Linked DNA regions of Mus musculus: region 2 is linked to region 1. The links are chromatin contacts, called in public HiChIP or PLAC-seq maps. All regions are on one chromosome and are shown on one strand. The core of a region is the stretch at or near the end of the contact, and the rest is flanking DNA. Distances in the headings are between cores, read along the strand shown. Region 1 has its middle 37 kb from the start of Gm40876. Region 2 has its middle 150 kb from the start of Mylk4.

Region 1 (5,870 bases), core at 1,512-4,011:
AAGAAGTCATTTTCCCATCCAGTTTGTTCCCACACAATCTCAAAAAGTAACAGAGTAGACAAGGCAGTCGGCAGCAACCAAACATTCTTTGGCTGAAAGTGTGTGATAGATTGGCCTATTTCACCTTACCCCCAAAGAAGGAGCCTTTGCTCTCATTTCTGGGCAAAGCAAACTCATACACATGGATTCCACAGGAGTTTCAAACCACCTAACGTCAGATTCCAGAATGTCCCCTAATGATGCTTCCTCTCTTTTATGCGTCAATCCCAGTTAGACGCGGATGGCCTCAGATAGACGTGGAAAAGAGTATGCTATTCTGAAGAGGGTTTATTTTCAAGGCAATGCATTATGAATAAGTCCCTCTTGGGCAAACATTGGTTAGCAGCCTTGGGCATCTTTGCTCAAGACAAACCAAGAAGCCTCTTTCCCAGAATTGGCACAAGGATGTGTTGGGAGTAGGTGTTTGCAAACGGGTCCACTTCGAATTCGCTCATTAGTCAGTGTTAAACGCCTTCCTACAAAAAGACAATCCTGAGCCAGCTGGCATTTAGCCCCTCGGTATTCTCATTCTGGATAGGTTCTGGGGAAGCTGGGTGCAGAAGACACAATTCTGTTTCAAGTCAGTTCTCAGTAACACACGAGGCCCCAGACAGGTCACTTCATGAACTGGGGCCTGAGGTGTTTGCAGCAGACAATCACTAAGATCCTGGTACTTGAAGCAATTTGTGAATGAGTCTTTTGAACAAGTTCACAACCCTTAGACAAATGGAACACAGGTTAGAAGTTTATTTAGTGCGGCTTTTTATGGGAAAAGCAGCTGAACTGCTAAAGTCTCCCAGTTGCCTGCTACTGTTATTTACACCATCGGGCTGTTTGGCAATAATAATCACTTGATTTGGCTCATCCCAAGGAAAATAGGTTATGGGGGGGGGTTAAATAGGTTAGAGGAAGGTTTGGGTGCAGGTCTGGAGGACTGCATCTGGTGATTGTGTTTCTGCCTCCTCCACATGCGTATCTGAGAGACCACTGTTCCAGAACACCTGGCGCTTCCTTCCATGAATATCATGTTATTCTCATTAAGCCTAAGAACATGCAACAATTATGCAGAAGTGTGCATGTGGGGAACATTCAACACGCCCCACGAGGGAATAGGTATACAAAGCTGGCTTTGAACTTGAAAACCTGAGCCAGCCAGCATGTCACAGGTGAGAACGTGTGAGTGAGGGGGCGGTGACAGTTCTGGAACCGTTCATTCACGTATCCTGAGGTACACTCGGGCAATTGTTCTCTGTTTCCGGGAGGGTGGAGGGTGTGGGTCCTTGGCAGCACGTGCCAGATGCATAATGGCAGCCAAGAAATGCCTGCTTAGCCCTCTCCTCGCCCCTGTCTCCTGCCTCATCGCTGCTTCCCTTTCTACCTGATATCCCTCCTTTCCTTGAGGGGTTCCCCTTACATCATGGCGACAAAAGTACCTGTCAGGAAAGACGTCAGGTAGGGAGGTTTGACGTCAGCGTATTCAGCCCATCATGGTGGGGAGAACATAGTGGAGTTCAGGGTTTGGGAACAGCAGGCATGGGAGCATGGAACTGCATCTATTCACATTATGGGGGAAAGAGAGCGGCTGGAGTCTGGCTAAGTTATAAACTTTTAAAGTCTCACACATAAGCCCAGCTTCCAAAAGGCCCCACTCTCCCAAAACAACACCTCTTTCTAGAAAAAGATGAACAGAAGCTCAGAGAGGACATTGCAGATCCAAACCCTAACACTCGCCTCCTTTTCTGAACATTTTCTCCTGGGTCCTTAGGTGATGAACATGAACAAGATGGAAAGAAGTAGTAGAAACATGAATGTTACAGTCACAGTCATGGAAAGCTCAGGCACCATAGTTGGCAACATCCAGTTGACATATGTACATTATTGTCCTTCAGATATGGGCCATTAGCTGGGTGGCTGGCCTTCTCTTAGGTGTGTATAAGTGTAACATTTTGACTCAGACAGTGATTGTAGAAGGAAATAGAAGGATTTGCTGGTTGGGGATAGCAATCCTTCCTATCTAGCTAGGATCTTGGACACACACACACACACACACACACACACACACACACACACAGCTCTTCATTCTCACTATAAGCCAAGCAATACACTCTGAAAACAGATAAACTCAACTCATATACAACCAATATACATACATGTCATGCCACATATACCCAACACTCCTATCCCTCAGCACACACATCCAGCCACATGCATCACAAGCCACAATATAATACCCCAAATACCCAATCCATACATACAACACACACACACACACACACACACACACACACACATACACACACACACACGGGGACAGCCAGGTTTCAGGCCCTGGAGACCTTTGCACTGACAAGAAGAATGCCTGAAATCTTTTGTGTAATTCATATGCCTCATGATCCTAAAATAAAGAAAATGGAAATCTAAACCACCCCTTACATTCAGCAATAGCTGCTGGCCACCGGACTGCTAGACACAGGCTTTAGAGTTTACAACTGTCAAACAAGGAGGGTTTCTTCATGCAACCTCTGAATGGAGAAGGTCTTTCACCACCAAATAGTCTTCTGGTCCAACCAGTAAAGAAGTGAGAAGCCATTGTGAGAATACCGACCTTTTTGACAAAGGCCAAAAACTAGTTCACGGAAATCTTTCCCCACCCCAAGGGCCAGTGTGTGTAAAGAGTTTCCATGGCAACAGTATTTTATGAGCATGACTCACTTTTCTGTTTTTCAGAGAGCCCTTCACTCTGCCCATCTCTTTTAGTACATTTCCATTTGGTGTGGTTTGGCCTGTAGCAGGATGCAGCAGTGAACTGCTTGAAGCCAGACTCCCCAACCTTGGCGTACCTGAAGACCACATGTATGGCTGTAATTGTAAACAGCTGCCCACCCACCCACAGAACAGTGTGCAAGGCCATTTTTAAAAACAGTAAAAATAGCATGCCCCAGGGGCAGCCAGTTCATTTGTTAATTCAAAAAATATTTGCCACCAAGAAGAGTTGTTCTGAACACATACCCTAGTCAGTGTTTCAAAGAAGCCTCAAATGGTTAACCTTAGCAATTAGCAACAACAACAACAACAACAACAACAACAACAACAACCCAGTGACCATATGCATATTTATTGAGCACTTACTCTGGGCCTGGTACTGATCTGAGTACTTTGAGTGCACTGACTAGGTGAATCTTCTCCTGCCTCCAGGTCACTCTGTCACATGGAGAAGACGGATGCTGGCACAGGGCTTTCCAAGGTGTCAGGAAGGCTTTGCTTGGTCAAGAGAGCTTCTCATTGTGTTTCACAATTTACATATGGATAACTTTCAGTCTTGGGGAAATGAGACCAGAAATTCTCTCTGTCTTTCTGTCTGTCTGTTTCTGTCTGTCTGTCTGTCTGTCTGTCTGTCTGTCTGTCTGTCTTTAACTACCAACCCCCTTGTTTGGTCTTGTGACAGTGTTATCCTATATACTCCAGGCTGCTATCAAACTCCAGAGCTCAAGTGAATGCCCTGCCTCAGCCTGATAAGCAGCTGGAAGTATAAGTACCTGGCTATTCTCTTTTTTAACAAACACATAATAAGCACGTATGTTTCTAAAGTACAATGTGTGTTCTACTACACATCTGTGGTGTAATGAAAAGGACAAAATCATCAATTCTGAACGAAGGTCTGAATTTGTTACCCTTTTTTTGTTGTTGTTGTTGTTGTTGCTCTGCCAAATACCTGGTAAGAAACAACTTAAGGGAGAAATGTATTCTGGTTCAGGGTTTAAAAGGACACACAGTCAGTTCACCATGGTAGGGAAGGCCTGTCTGTGACAGTAGGAACATGAGCTTGAATCAGTAAGCAAGAATTTAGGCCAGAGGCAGAGCTGGCTTACAACCCCCAAGTATAACCCTAACAGATGTATTTATGCCACACAGGCCCAGAAGCAAAAGGGTCTGCAATGTCCCAAAACCAGCACCATCAACTAACTAATCATGAAGTACTCAAACACAGGAGCCTGCGGGTAACATTTCACGTCTAAACCATAAAACAACTACTAAACAGGTAAGTTACTGTCTTGTTTTGTGTTTCATTGCTGTGAAGAGACAATATGACCATAGGCAACTTTTATAAAGGAAAATATTTAATTGAGAGTGGCTTACAGTTTCAGAGGTTTAGTCCATTATCACCATGGCAGGAAGCATGGCAGTATGCGGGCAGACATGGTGCTGGGGAAGGAGGTAAGAGTTCTATATCTTGATCCACAGGCAACAGAAGGAATCCATGTGCCACACTGTGCAGAGCTTGAGCAGAGGAGACCTTAAAGCTCACCCCCACAGTGACATACTTCCTCCAACACAGTCACACCTACTCCAACAAGGCCACACCTCCTAATAGTGCCACTCCATATGGGCCAAGCATTCAAATACAGGAGTCTATGGGGCCATACCTATTCTAACCATCATAGTTACTATGGGTCTTTTCAAGGTTGTTACTCTGTATTAAAATAGATCAATTTAGGTAGCACTTCTCAAGCTGGACCTCAGATCTATTTTTTCCACTACTGATCTTAATAATCTGATACTACAGCTGTCCCTGCGTAATGTTCTTATGGAGAAGATATTGTTCTTAACAGGTCTGCACCAACCGATTCCCTTAACACTTTTCTGGATGGTCGTATGAAATGAGGTATCTAAGCAACATTGTCCACTATTTTTGCAATGTATATTGCACCTACTCTATGTTAGACTTGGAGAAGGCATGGTTAAGAGAAGCTAGTGAACTTGTCGAGGTGATTAAAGATGGGCAGAGTCATGACAAAGGACTCTGTCAGGGCCTTCCTGAATTCTAGTGGATTTTTATAGATACATGCAAACCAACTAACAGTTTTCTAAACCATAAATCTTTGTCAGCCCTTGAGGCTGGCTGCTACCGTGATACAGGGAAGAAGAGGAGATATAAGCGATCTGTGTTGAATGCGCTTCTGCAGAAATTATCGGACTCATTACACATTGGCAATGATTATGATGAATAAAAACAAATAAACAATAAACATGCAATTTTATTAAATTTCTCCAGTCAATCTCTGTAGTAGGAGTAGTTTTTAATCTTGGTTTTCAACGTGACTACTAGATAGACTTAGAAGGCAAGCATCTCAGCATGGTCTGTGGGATTTTCTTGGTTGGATTATTTGAGGCAGGGAGACCCATCTAAAATCTGGGCCATACCTGCTTGTGGAAGCCCATATAAAAGGACTTGCAAGAAGGAAGCTTTTGCTTCTTGCCTGCTGTCCCTCACTAGCACTGGCAAATTCATCTCTGACATTGCTGGGACATTCCTTTGCTGGGATTAGAACTTATTCTTTCAAGGTTCCAATCAGTAGCTCTCTAGGAATCCCCAGAGAATCTACCCCCAAACTGGGATTGCTGAGCCATGCAATCTCTTGGACTGGTCAACTACTGGATTCTTGGCTTTCCTGTTTGGCAACAACCATTATTAGACTACCAGGGCTATAGTTTGTAAGACACGCTGATTCAGTGGTTCTCAACCTGTGGGTCATAACCCCCTTGGATATCAGGTATCCTATATATCAGATATTTCCATTATGATTCATAACAGCAGCAAAATTAGAGTTATGAAATAGCAATGAAATAATTTTATGGTTGGGGGTCACTACAACAGGAGGAACTGTTTTCAAGGGTTGCAGAATTAGGGAGGCTGAGAAACCAGTGCTCTAATAAATCGTGTATGTGTGTTTGTTCATTCAATCAGTTCTGTTTCTTTAGAGAACCCCAGCTGATACACTAATACAGATGATAAAGCTACTTCAGTAACCTTCTCAAAGTTATTTATGTTA
Region 2 (5,870 bases), core at 1,829-4,328, 200 kb after region 1:
CTTTGGATGGAGAGAGCAGAGGTTTAAAGTGGTCCTGTCTTTTATTTTTTGTAGCAACAGAGTGTATAATAAATATATGCATATTTTATTTGCACTTCAGATTATTTCTCTATGATAGATTTTTCTTTTCTTTTCTTTTGAATCCCAATGGACACTTGACCCATACAAGGTCAGAGCAGAGCTCAGAAACACTTGTCTCGTCCGTGGACAATACACAACAGTCCTCATCCAGGACTTCTTCGTTCTTTCTCCTTTCCTGGGAGCATCTCAGACTTACATCATTTTCTACAACTACACAGTATCCAGAAGGGTAGGGGAAGACTTGTTCAAAAGTTGGAGTCTTCTCAGAAAGCAGAGGAGAGTACAGTGATACTCACAGCTAGTGGAAACTTTGTTTTGGTTCAAAGTTACACTGAGGTGAGCTCACTTCTTTTGTTAGAGGTGCCAGTTTGGCCAAGATCTTTGCTCATGAATCCCTCTGTCTGGAATGTATTGGAACCATCTCTGATCTCACTGGCTTCTTCCAGAAAGTTGGAGGTGACTGTAGAGAGAATCTCTTGCATAGTGTATGGAAAGTATTACCTGTCAATAATATGCTGGTGGCCTATTAAGCTAACACGGGGAATAAGAGGTGGGAGTTCCAGTAGAGAGAGAGGAACTCTGGGAGAGACTCAGGCAGGGGAAGAGATTTGCTCCACCTCTGAGGAGAGAGAGAGACACACATGATTCTGAAGAGGCATAACCAGCCATGTGGCACTCATAGAATAGAATAAATAGGATAATTAAGTTGTAGGGTAGTTGAGAATTAGATAAAGCTTGTGGCCTAGGAATTTATTCATAAATAATAAATCTTGGATCATTATTTGGGGAACTGGGGTGCAGGTGGAAAAGGCTGGAGTTACATGACAGTCTCAAAGTCAGTAAAGGACACAGGTGTCTGTGTGATTTCCTGGTTCACATCTGTGTTTGATGTCAGGTTTGTGGTCTGGTCAAGGTCAGTGATTGAATTTCTATTCATGCCAACCTCTAAACCAACTGTTAATGCCACATCATCAAAAGTCTCCTGATCAGCAGTCAATTTTACTGTGCCAATATTTGATACTGGTGGGTCACTGGTTGTATTTAGTTGGCCAGTGGTTGAGTCTAGAAGATCATCACTGGTTGAGTCTTCATCCCTGAGTAGTTCATCCCTGATTGATTCTGGAAGGTCATTGGTTTAGTCTAATGGGCTGTAATTGGTTTGATGTAGAAGATAACAAGTTGATTCTAGCAGGATCTAACAGGTCAATAATGGACTCTTCGTAGACTGGGGAAAGCCACAGGCAGGTTGCAAAAGACAGAGGACATCATGACCTTGTAAAGCATGGTTCTTCAATGAGGGTGGGGAGGCTAGTGAGCAAGTGGAAGGAATTCAGGATAGATTCTTACAAGGTTACAATGGATGTACTACTTAATTTTTTTTATTCACATTGCCTAGCAAGTTTCTAGAAAGTTCCAATGTGCAGTTTATTAGATTTCAAAGACCTCCACTACCATGGCCAGCTCTGAACATTATCAAGTGTGCAGTCTGCTTTGATTAAGGCTCACTAAAGGCCCATTTTGTTAAAGGAATTATGTAATTTGAGATCTTGAGCTTTGAAGATCACCTCTTTAATATTGTGACAGGCAAGAAGAGAAGCAATGGGGAGGTTCATGTGAACAACACATTTTTGCTTGCTTAAAGCCAGAGCTGCCTCTTGAAGAGAAGTCATCGGCTATTCTTGGATCACCTTCTGAAATAAGGCTTAATAAGAATTTATAATGAAGAGTATTTGCCATTTATAATTAGCCTGGCAGGGAGCAGGCACAGAATTGTGAAGAGAGGAGATAGGCATGGCTACTTCATCAATGAACTACTGCCTATAGGAGATAATTAGCCCCAATTCCATATTCTTATAAAGGGATTTATAAAAGGGGTAGAAAAATGACTCCAGAGAAGGCCTAACTCTCTTTTGCTCTCCTTAAGACAGGACACAAACCTTTTCTGTGTTTGAAATGCGTTCTGGATGAGGACAGAGAGATCTGCAGCAGATGACCTCTGGATGTGCTTCCAGAGCCTCAGAGGCCCTGGTGCTTAGAGACATGTTACTTTGAGAACCATGTTGCCTCCATGAGTCTACCCAAAGGGTTATTTCCCCTTCATCTCCAACTCCAGGTTGCCTCACACCACCTATACATTGTCAAAAGTAACAAACAAACAAACAAATACCAAAAAGCAACAACTCATAACAAACTTATTTTGTAAACCTAGTTGTTGTTTTAATTTTATACTTATGAATCATGGATGCTTCTATTTAAAACAAACAAACAAAAAACAAACAAACAAACAAACAAAAACAATTGGCAAACGTCCGAGTGCAAAGGCCAAATAATGGCTTTTGTGATTGGAGATTTGCAAACAGACACTAGAAAGAGCCTGCTAGTGCATAACACCAGGTTATTTGGGGCTACTTTTTCACTGAGTTAAAACAGATCCATCTGCTTCCTTTACATTACAGTTCAGTTACATGGCATTTAACAAGAGAGACTCCATTTTGGTTAGTTCTTGCCTGCTGGGTCCGGTGCAGGAACCTAGCTGAAAACAATTGGCTCTCAGAATTTTTTATTAAACACCATATTTTCCTAAGCCACGTCCAGAGCTGTAATCCAAGCCTTCCCAGCACTGGAGAGGTTGGTAGAAGACTCTGGAACAGAGGAAGTATAGTCTCAGCACTAAAAGACTTTCATGGAGTCTTCCTGGCCTCAAAGGAATGCAGGCTGAGGGGATGAAGTGTTGCTGACAGGGTCCATATTTCAGTCAGTGCATTTGCAGCTCCCATTGCCACTGGGCCTGGGTCCTAACCTCTGGCTAGCACAGGCCTCCATAGTCACACATTGTGGCTGTGTTTTCAAAGTGAGTTCACTGGTCCTGACAGGATACACATTTCCAGTCAGCACACACATGATATTATCTGTGAAGGAAAACTGTTGCTGTATGTGTCTGCCCTGATTTTGGCAGTCAGCCCTGCTGGGATAGTGCATCATCACAGACTCACTGAAGTCAGAGTTCACTCTATGAAGATATCAGGGTTTCAGCAGACCACTGATAATGAGCCATACTCCCAGAGCACCAAGGGAGTCTGTGGCTGCTGAGGAGATAGATGGTTTGGCCAGGAATCAGGACTGATCTCCCAGGAGGGGAAATGTTGCCAGGCTTCTGATGGAGAAAGATGTAGAGGCAAGACTACAAGTGTCTGGAAGTTTCTAGAAAAATCTGGTAGCTATACATAAAGTGAGAGAGTGTAGGAGGGCTAGTACAGAGCTTCTTGGAAATAGGAAGAAAATAACACATCTATGTCTTCAGTATTAACCGCTCACCGTATCACCAGCTTGTCTGGATGGTTCCCCCTGACTTTCTTGGTGTCCCATAGACTTAAATTATTTAAGAATGAGATCATCTTCCTCCAAATTGTCTTTTTTCCCCCCTAATTCTGCCAGCAGGACCATACTTCCAGACACTCGGGGCAAAGCCTTTGACTTTTCCCCTTCTTCCAGTTGAATCTGTGTCTAGTCCTCTTGGTGATCATCAATCCCCTGATGTCTCTTTTGACTTCTGAGTCATGATCTCAAAGCTATTGCTCAGAAACATGACTAAAAATAAAGTTGGTGTAAAAGAAAAGGAATTTCAGAAAGAAAAAAAAATGTAGTAAACTGGGAGATTTCTCATATTCACGCGTAGGCACCAATCGCATCCAGAACTGTACCTGCCCAGGTCTGTGGGACCCTAGTCTTTGATAAGCCAGAGAACTTGGGTCCTGCAATCTGCCTTGGCAAGTTCCTGTGCCTAGACCCTATGAACTTGTTCCTGGCATGTGCTCCTCTTCATAACTTGTATGCCCTATCTTTCTCCTGTGTCCAGAAATGCCCTGACTTGGTATCTCTGCTTTCTGATTATTTTTCACAGCCTGGATAGGCCATTATTAGTTATTCTCCCCTGTACCTATCAAAACTACAGCCACAAGCTGGCTGCATTTACAAGCTCGGATCCCAGAACCAGCTGCTATCAATCCGCAGGGACTGTGCAATTTGGGTAAAATTATTTACAATTTCAGAGCCTTCACCATCTAACCTACGAAGTTCTTAACTTAAAAAAAAAAAAAAAGAAGTATTTCTTGACTCTTATACACAATGTGCTCAAGACAGTGTCTGGCAACTAGCTGTTAATGTTCAACAAATACTCATCACTAGTGTTATAATTTTTCTTATTCTTTCATTTTAATTTTTAGTTCTTATTTGATTTCTTTAATGTGGCCATCTTGTCTACCCCACTAAATTTTATGTTCTTGAAGGAAAAATAAATAGAGATATCTTTCTATTGTGTCTTATTTTGGCTGGTACCTACTTTTAAAAAAATGGATATTTTCTTTATTTACATTTCAAATGTTATCCCCTTTTCTGGTCCCCTTTCCTGGAAACCCCCTATCTCCTCCTTCTGCTTCTATGAGGGTGTTCCCACACCCACCCACCCACTCACCCACCCACTCCTGCCTCCCCACCGTGGCATTCCCCTATAGTGGAGCATTGAGCCTTCACAGGACCAAAGGCCTCTCCTCCCATTGGTGCCTGACAAGGCCATTCTCTGTTACAAATGTGGCTGGAGCCCTGGGTCCCTCCTCATGTACTTTTGATTGGTAGTTTAGTCCCTGGGAGCTCTGTGTGTGTGGGGGGGGGGTGTATCTGGTTGGTTGATATTGTTGTTCTTTCTATAGGGTTGTGCACTGGCTGGTTTTGCATGTCAACTTGACACAAGATGGAGTTATCACAGAGAAAGGGGCTTCAGTTGAGGAAATGCCTTCATGAGATCCAGCTGTAAGGCATTTTCTCAGTTAGTGATCAAGGGGGGAGGTCCTATTGTGGGTGGTGCCATCCCTGGGTTTATAGTCTTGGGTTCTATAAGAAAGCAAGCTGAGCAAGGTAGAGGAAGCAAGCTAGTGAGAAACATCCCTCCATGGCTTCTGCATCAGCTCCTGTATCCTGACCTGCTTGAGTTCCAGTCCTGACCTCCTTGGTGATGAACAGCAATGTGGGAAGTGTAAGCTGAATAAACCCTTTCCTCCCCAACTTGCTTCTTGGTCATGATGTTTTGTGCAGGAATAGAAACCCTGACTAATACAGGTTGCAAACCCCTTCAGCTCCTTCATTCCTTTCTCCAACTCCTCCATGGGGACCCTGTGCCCAGTCCAATGGTTGGCTGCGAGCATCTGTCTCTGTATTTGTAAGTCTCTGGCAGAGCCTCTCAGGAGACAGCTATATCAAGCTCCTATCAGCAAGCACTTCTTGGCATCCACAATAGTGTCTGGGTTTGGTGACTATATATGGGATTGATCCTGAGGTGGGGCAGCCTCTGGATGGCCTTTCCTTAAGTTTCTGCTCCACATTTTCTCTCCATATTTCCTCCCATGAGTATTTTGTTCCCCCTTCTAAGAAAAACCGAAGGACCCACACTTTGGTCTTCCTTTTTCTTGAGCTTCATGTGGTCTGTGAATTTTATCTTAGTTATTCCAAGCTTTTGGGCTAATATCCATTTATCAGTGAGTGCATAACATGTGTGTTCTTTTGTGATTGGGTTAACTCACTCAAGATGATATTTTCTAGTTCCATCCATTTGCCTAAGAATTTCATGAAGTCATTGTCTTTAATAGCTGAGTAGTACTCCATTGTGTAAATATATCACATTTTCTGTATCCATTCCTGTTGAAGGACATATGGGTTCTTTCCATCTTCTGGCTATTATAAACAAGGCTTCTATGAACATAGTGGAGCATGAGTCCTTGTTATATGTTGGAGCATCT

What was found. HiChIP or PLAC-seq counts read pairs in DNA pulled down with a chosen protein or histone mark.
Region 2: a CTCF HiChIP or PLAC-seq map of the NIH/3T3 cell line shows a contact between it and region 1, with 9 read pairs. The contact joins two enhancer-like sites. A contact is called at or near these places in 1 of 15 datasets of contacts at CTCF or cohesin (the NIH/3T3 cell line), 3 of 484 Hi-C or Micro-C datasets (the AML12 cell line, the CH12 cell line and uterus) and 2 of 115 datasets of contacts at active chromatin or transcription factors (bone marrow-derived macrophages and large pre-B cells).

The regions. Positions count from the first base shown.
Region 1 is chr13:32,425,905-32,431,774 of GRCm38.p6, forward strand. No RefSeq gene overlaps it. Among named protein-coding and RNA genes, the nearest start is that of Gm40876, 37 kb to the right of the region's middle. Within about 2 kb of position 2,762, at least 55 of the 459 cell types and tissues checked have an H3K27ac peak or open chromatin away from gene starts, as enhancers often do. A contact at or near this core is called in the NIH/3T3 cell line, where this site is marked.
Region 2 is chr13:32,627,428-32,633,297 of GRCm38.p6, forward strand. No RefSeq gene overlaps it. Among named protein-coding and RNA genes, the nearest start is that of Mylk4, 150 kb to the right of the region's middle. Within about 2 kb of position 3,079, at least 26 of the 459 cell types and tissues checked have an H3K27ac peak or open chromatin away from gene starts, as enhancers often do. A contact at or near this core is called in the NIH/3T3 cell line, where this site is marked.